2 separate regions of the Sus scrofa genome follow, and region 2 is linked to region 1. The links are chromatin contacts, called in public HiChIP or PLAC-seq maps. All regions are on one chromosome and are shown on one strand. The core of a region is the stretch at or near the end of the contact, and the rest is flanking DNA. Distances in the headings are between cores, read along the strand shown.

The links. HiChIP or PLAC-seq counts read pairs in DNA pulled down with a chosen protein or histone mark.
Region 2: an H3K27ac HiChIP or PLAC-seq map of alveolar macrophages shows a contact between it and region 1. The contact joins the promoter of KDM2A here to the promoter of TMEM134 in region 1. A contact is called at or near these places in 1 of 5 promoter capture datasets (fetal liver), 2 of 47 Hi-C or Micro-C datasets (alveolar macrophages and embryonic fibroblasts) and 1 of 2 datasets of contacts at active chromatin or transcription factors (alveolar macrophages).

The regions. Positions count from the first base shown.
Region 1 is chr2:5,055,657-5,059,066 of Sscrofa11.1, forward strand. It overlaps TMEM134 (transmembrane protein 134), which reads left to right and starts at 1,597. Exons shown (of 7, transcript XM_021082746.1): 1 at 1,597-1,878; 2 at 2,836-2,900; 3 at 3,238-3,390. The coding sequence starts at 1,705.
Region 2 is chr2:5,353,678-5,357,087 of Sscrofa11.1, forward strand. KDM2A (lysine demethylase 2A) reads right to left here and starts at 1,896. Exons shown (of 20, transcript NM_001160090.1): 1 at 1,805-1,896. The coding sequence starts at 1,846.

The sequences.
Region 1 (3,410 bases), core at 347-2,846:
TGCGATGATGTTCGCAAACTGAGAGGCAGGACTGACCCAACTCTGTACGTGAGGCCATAAGATGAAGTGGGGTGGGTGGGTGGAGAAGGATGAGTGCCCCAGAGCTTGGTGGACCTGGGTTCAAATCCCAGTTCTACCACTTGCATGCATTTGGGAGTTGGGCAAAGCACACAGTCTTCCGCAAATATCCACTGAAGATCTACTAGTGCCAAATAACTGTTCTGAGTGTGGCAGATCCAGTAATAAGACAGTGTAAAATCAGCTAATTTTGGAGTTCCCGTTGTGGTTCAGTAGGTTAAGAACCCGACTAGTATCCATGAGAATATGGGTTATATCCCTGGCCTGCCTCAGTGGGTTAGGGACCCAGTATTGCTGCAACCTATGGTGTAGGTCACAGATGCAGCTGGATTCAGCGTTGCTGTGGCCGTGGTATAGCCTGGCAGCTGCGGCTCTGATTCCACTCCTAGCCTGGGAACTTCCATATGCCACAGGTACAGCCCTAAAAACAAAAATAAAATAAATTTCTGGTAAGTGCTGTGTGATATGAAGTTGACTTTATTTACTTTTTTGTCTTTTTAGGGTTGTACCCACAGCATGTGGAAGTTCCCAAGCTAGGGGTCAAACTGGAGCTGTAGCTGCCGGCCACAGCCACAGCCACAGCCACACCAGTCCCAGTCACATATGCGAGCTACACCACAGCTCACCAGGTCCTTAACCCACTAAGTGAGGCCAGGGATTGAACCTGAGTCCTCATGGCTACTAGTCCGTTTAACTGCTGAACCACAAAGGGAACTCCGTGAAACTGACTTTATTTTTGCTTTTTAGGGCCACACCCAGGGTATATGGAGGTTCCCAGGCTAGGGGTCGAATCTGAGCTGTAACTGCTAGCCTATGCCACAGTCACAGCCACACCAGATCCAACCTGCGTCTGCAACCTACACCACAGATCACGGCAACACTGGATCCTTAAACCACTGAGCGATGCCAGGGAGCGAACTTCAACCTCATGGTTCCTAGTCGGCTTCCTTTCCTCTGTGCCACAATGGGACCTCCAAGAGTTCAGATACTATTCTAACCACAGTGAAAAACCAAGGGATGGTTTTATGCAGAGGAGTGACTTGGCAGCATGCTTTAAAAAATAAAAAAAAAAAGTTTTATTTAAGACTAACTAAGGATCCATTATGTCTAAAAGAGCACTTTAGCTGCTGCTGCGTGGAAACTATATTGGAGGAGAGTACAAGCTACATCTGTACGGCGGCGAGAATCATCCCCGGAGCAGGGCCATGGTGAGTAAGTGTGGGGGAACCGTTCCTAAGAGTCGCCTTGGCACTCGAGGAGCGAGCTGGGATGCGGAAGGCTGGAGCGTAGCAGCCCATCCAAGCCCCGCGTACAGGCCCAGGATTGCGTCCGAGCCGTATCCTCGGTCGCTCGCCTAGGCGGCCGCTGGGCGGCGCCGCGAGTCCAGCTCGAGTCCAGTCCGGACGAGAGGCAGCCCTGCGCACTAGTCAGCTCGGCGCTCGGCAGCTCTAGCCTGCCGAGGGCGGGGCCGTTATGGAAGGGCGGGGCCTCGGCCAGGGCGCCGGACCGTCGGGCAACCTAGACGACAGCACGGGGCGGGGTCTGCGCGCGGGGGCGGGGCCTGGGCGACGCGGGGCCGGCGGGAGCAGATGGCGACGGCGCTGGGCGCCTGAGCGGGCTGGGGCCATGAGCGCCGCCCGGCCCCAGTTCTGCATCGATGACGCCTTCGAACTGTCCCTGGAGGACGCGGGCCCCGGCCCCGAGTCCGGCGGAGTCGCCCGCTTCGGGCCGCTGCACTTCGAGCGCCGGGCCCGGTTCGAGGTGGCCGAGGAGGACAAGCAGTCCCGCCTGCGCTACCAGGTGAAGGGCCCGGCCCACCTCACCCCACACCTGGGTCTGGGCGGACCCCAGGCCGGCCCCCGGAGAATCCCAACTCGGGAGGATCTGATTAGAGGCCTCAGCCGGAGTGGGAGATCGCCTCCCGGACGTGGCCACTGATCCAGATCCCTGCCCAAACTTTCGTAGCTATGATTTCAGTGCCCGGCCACCACTGGAGAGCCCAGAACTCAGATTCGGGAGCTGATACCCCACCCCGAGCTAGAGATCCCATCCTGGATGCCCCACCGATCCTGGGTACTGACGCTCCCTCCCCTTACCCTACAGGACTGGAAGCTCTTCTGTACCAGAACCAAACCTTGTCTATACTCAGGAGCAGTCCCCTGAGCCCCAGGCCAGATAATCTAGGGAGCCAGCACCCCCTCTTCTGTTCTGAAAGTCCCCGTGCCTTCCTCTCCTCCAGAGCCGAGGCCCCCACTCACATGATGAGTCCTGGCGGATGCCTTGCCTCCCGCTAAACTGGAAATGCCCGTTTTCCCAGAGACTCTCCACCAGCTCTAGAATGCTTTTCTTGGAAACCTGGACCAGATTGCTGTGCCACAAATCTGGAAACTTTTGGCTTGTCCTGCCCTGGCACCCCACATCCAGAGCAGCCATACTGCACCCCTGAAATACCATCCTGACATCTCCACCGTGACTCACAAGCTTGGGAGATCACTGGGCCCTGGGACCCATGCTGGGAGCCCTCCACCAGCCCCTGCGGGCTCCTCCCTGCCAAACCCCCAGCACCCACCTGCTACCAGGGTTTCAGTTTCTGTGAATCATCAAACCCGTTGTTCTTCTCTGGGGAGGGCAGGGCGGAGGGAGTAGCTGTCAAGCGGCCAGGCAAACAGCTGTGTGGGCTGGCTTCCTTCTTCACCAGAGGGGTGTGAGGAAAGGCCTGAACCTCGTAACCCCACTGGGCCCTGTGTTCTGAAATAGAACCTGGAGAACGATGAGGATGGAGCCCAAGCCTCTCCGGAGCCGGATGGGGGAGTCAGCACCAGGTCAGGGCCAGGTGGGGACCCACCCCGAACTCCTAGCCCAGGCCCCTGGCCCCCGCTCAGTCCTCTTCCTTACCTTACTCAGCTCTCATATCCTGTCCTACAAGAGGGGGGCCCTGTCCTGCACCCTACCCTAATGCCAGCCTCACCCCACCCCAACCAGGCTCTTTATCCTGCAGAAACCCCCAGCCAGGTCTGGCCGCTAGTCAAGTGTCCCACGGGAATCCCTAGCTTGAAATTCCCCAGCCTTCTTCCACCCCCAGTCCTGCAGAAACCCCCAGCCCTTGAATTCCTCTTCACCCCTGATCCCTTAGGGGATCAGTGTCCCCTAATCTTGCAGGAACACCCAGCCCATGTCCCAAAGGGTCCCCTTGCCCCCTCACTGGGCCCACTCGTCCTGCAGAGATTCGGGCCGCACATCCATCCGCAGCTCGCAGTGGTCTTTTAGCACCATCAGCAGCAGCACTCAGCGCTCCTACAATGCCTGCTGCAGGTGAGACCCTGCCCGGTACA
Region 2 (3,410 bases), core at 646-3,145, 300 kb after region 1:
ACTGTCTTTATGCCCTCATGTTAGTTTTAAAATTCCTCAAATATCTAACTTAATCAATAGAGAATTCTGTAATGTGAGCTCTTGCCACAGAGACATTAAAAGCTTGGAAGGCAGACTGCCATTCAAATAAACTGCCAATATGCTCTCATATCAAAAGTTATGTTACGGAAGGGATTTACACTTCAGATATAATTTTGTCATATAATGTTAGAAAGGAAAACAGACATTAGTTACCCTAAACCCTAACATCACTGCCCAAAATTCTAAGTGAGAAAGATTCTCCCAAAATATCTGATGTATCCTCTTACAGTACTACAAAAGTACATAAACCAAAAGAAAAAATATCCTAGATAAGGAAAAGGTTAAAGTGTGCAACAAGCAGCAATCATTTTACAATTAAAAAAAAAAATCTTACCGGGACAAAAGTCACAGATTCCTTGGATCTCCTTACCACCACCTGCCCACCTTGTTAAAAAAAACCGTGAAAACTTGCTTTGAAAGACTGGATCCCAAGATGTCTCAGACATATGCGAAAGAGCTCAACAATCCTACCAGCTTGACATGATAAAAACGAATTCCATGAAGCAGTGAGTAACTGGGAAAAGAGTTTTGCAGGATCTTCTTTTCTTTTCCCAAAGAAAAATTAAATCCAAGAAACGTCAAAGCAAAAATAAATCCTAAATGTACAAAAGTCCACTAACGATACACTTTATTTCTAAAAGTTGGAGATAAAGAATTATAATCTCAACACACAGACAAGAAGCAAATCTCTGACACCAAGGGTTGCCAGAACATATTGCCTACTGGATATACACTCCATACCTTTTTAACAGTTACATTAAGGAGGGGAAAAAAGAATAGTCCGGAGATGATCAGAAAATGGTTAGCAAATCACTCTTTTTTCCTCTAAATTCAGTCTAAAATGCAGAGCCAAATAAAACCACCATAAATTCCTTTAGTAATCCAGGTCTTTCAGTTCACCCAATTTTACATAATATATAAAATTCTGTGGCTTTCTTCATTCCCCACTCTACAAACATAAATTCATATTTCTGAAATGAACATATGGTGAGAATATTAATAAAGCTCTCTTTAACTAGGAAAAACGGAAATCAAATTCTTAAACTCCAATAGGGAAACCTTGAGAGGAAAGCAGGGCCCAAAGCACAAAGTATTCCTATGCACAAAGTAAATGATTACTAAGTAAAAATTTCTTTCAATGAAATATATCTTATCTCATATATCCCTCCCAAAATACAAAATACACAACTCTGTCAGCATCCAGAATTCTACCTTTTCTCAATCACTTTCAACCCTGTAAGAGTTGATCTGCGTTTAAAAAAAAAAAAAAAAAAAAAAAAATCCATAGTTCTACTCCCCAGCTCAAAGCAATGACTCTTGGCACACCATAATCTAAAAGTTATAAAGAACTAACGTTTCTCAAGCAGTTTTGCCCCTAAAATTTACATTCTAATCTAAATTAATCAACTAGATTAATTACAATGTCAGTATTGCAAAATTAGAAATCCTTATCATGTTGTAATCCACAAAATTCTTTGATCTACAATGGTTTCTACAGAAGTTAAAGGCTACATACAAATCCATTTCCAAACAGGATGAATATTAAGGCTCTAACTACTTGGCCTAAAAACCAAAAGAGATATTAATACACCTTCCCTCCTCCCTCTGGTGCAGAGAAAAGCCACCTGAGAAGTTTTAATCACAGTGTGTTCACAACTGGAAACAAAATAGTTACTGTGCCTCAAAATTGGAAAAAAAAAAAAAATGACAAGAAAATACTAACCAATCTCTGGCTGTAACGAATCCTTTCTTCTTCGGGTTCCATCTCTCACTCTTCTGTTGAAATTACAGAAAGAAACCACTCCAGGGCTGCCTTCCTCTTCCTCCTTAGGAACCAGATTGCAACACTAAAGAATAATGATATGAGCAGAGATGAGAACTCATCCTCAAACTCAAGCTTTCTTTTCACAGAATGAGATACTTAAGATTAGGTGTAAATTAAAGGCTTCCTGAGAAATCTAGTTCCTTTTCATTAGTTTGGGACCTCTCAGCTCTGGAGCAAGTGGTTCCAGGCAGGTCATGATCAACATTAATCACATTACAATTGTCTGAGGCCTATAGGCAAAAAATGTTGGTTTCAGTTCCTCACAGACGGGCTACACCACTTATTTCTCCCCACAGGATTACAATAAGCAAGACTCCCCTTCATGGAAGCATTAGCCAAGGGGGGGGGGCAAGATTTTTCTCTCTTAGAGAGCTGATCAGGTGAAGCAGCCACTGAACTAACCCAGATCCACACCAAATGAGTTCTCTCTCATTGGCTATTAGAAGCTAAAGGAAAAGAAAAGATAAACTATACAAAAAAGAGAACAAGAATTAGACTCCAAATCAATTTCCCATACACTTCTGGTAAATCCGTACACAATCGTCGCCTTCCTTCCCAGACTCCTCGTATCTTTTCATTCCCAAACCAACCCTCCACCCCAACACGAGATGTGTACAACTCTGAAACAAACGCAAGAGAGTTGCCAATCAGAAACAAAAATTTATCAGAGCTTTCTGTTTAGAGTAATAAAATAAACAACTTTTACCTATAGAAATTAGCAAAATACATCTTTTTCAAAAATTAAAGACAGACCGGTTTGCGCGACAGTCGATCCCTAATACCAAGAAAGGTTTTCTTTTTTCAAATTATTCTCAGGGATAATGGCTTCCATAGGGAAAGCAGGGTTTTTTCCCCCCTTTTAGTAACTATATTATGGCCACGTTAATAGCATCCTTCCAAAACTGCAACAAGACCAGAGGACCCGATGACACAGTTCAAGTGCAGTTCGTGGCAGAGCCCTCCTGGAGGAAGCCCTCGCCCCAAGTCGGGAGGGAAACCGTGTTTGCACCCCCCGGGCGAGGACTGCCCAGGCTTCAGAGCGGACTGGGCCGGAGAGAAAAAATGGCAAATCTCGCCGGGTTCCCCCAGGGAAAGGCGTTTCAATGGTTCATTCACCCGTTGGAAAAAGAAATAGAAACTTTACATTAAGTCTTTAGATAACACAGCGAACCAAACTTCCAAAGGGGGGGGGGGAATCTCACCGGGGATTTTGCTCGTGAGTTCTTGTCCAAGTGAGAAGTAAAAGATTCCAAAAAACTGAGAGGAGAAATTAAATCCCAAACGTCGTCTTCGGTTTTTTCCGTGGATCAACCCAGTATCCAGAGGGTCAGAGCGACCCGGAAAAGAGAGGAAACAGTTGCTGAATCAAACCTCCTCTTCTGGCTTTGGAGACCGGGAGTCGGAGGCGTCAGGAGAGGGGAGCGCGACCCCTCGGCGCCGAGCCCGGGGCGCCCCCGCCTCCCCCGGGCCAGCGGTCGGCAGCCCGAGCCCGAGCCCCGGCCAG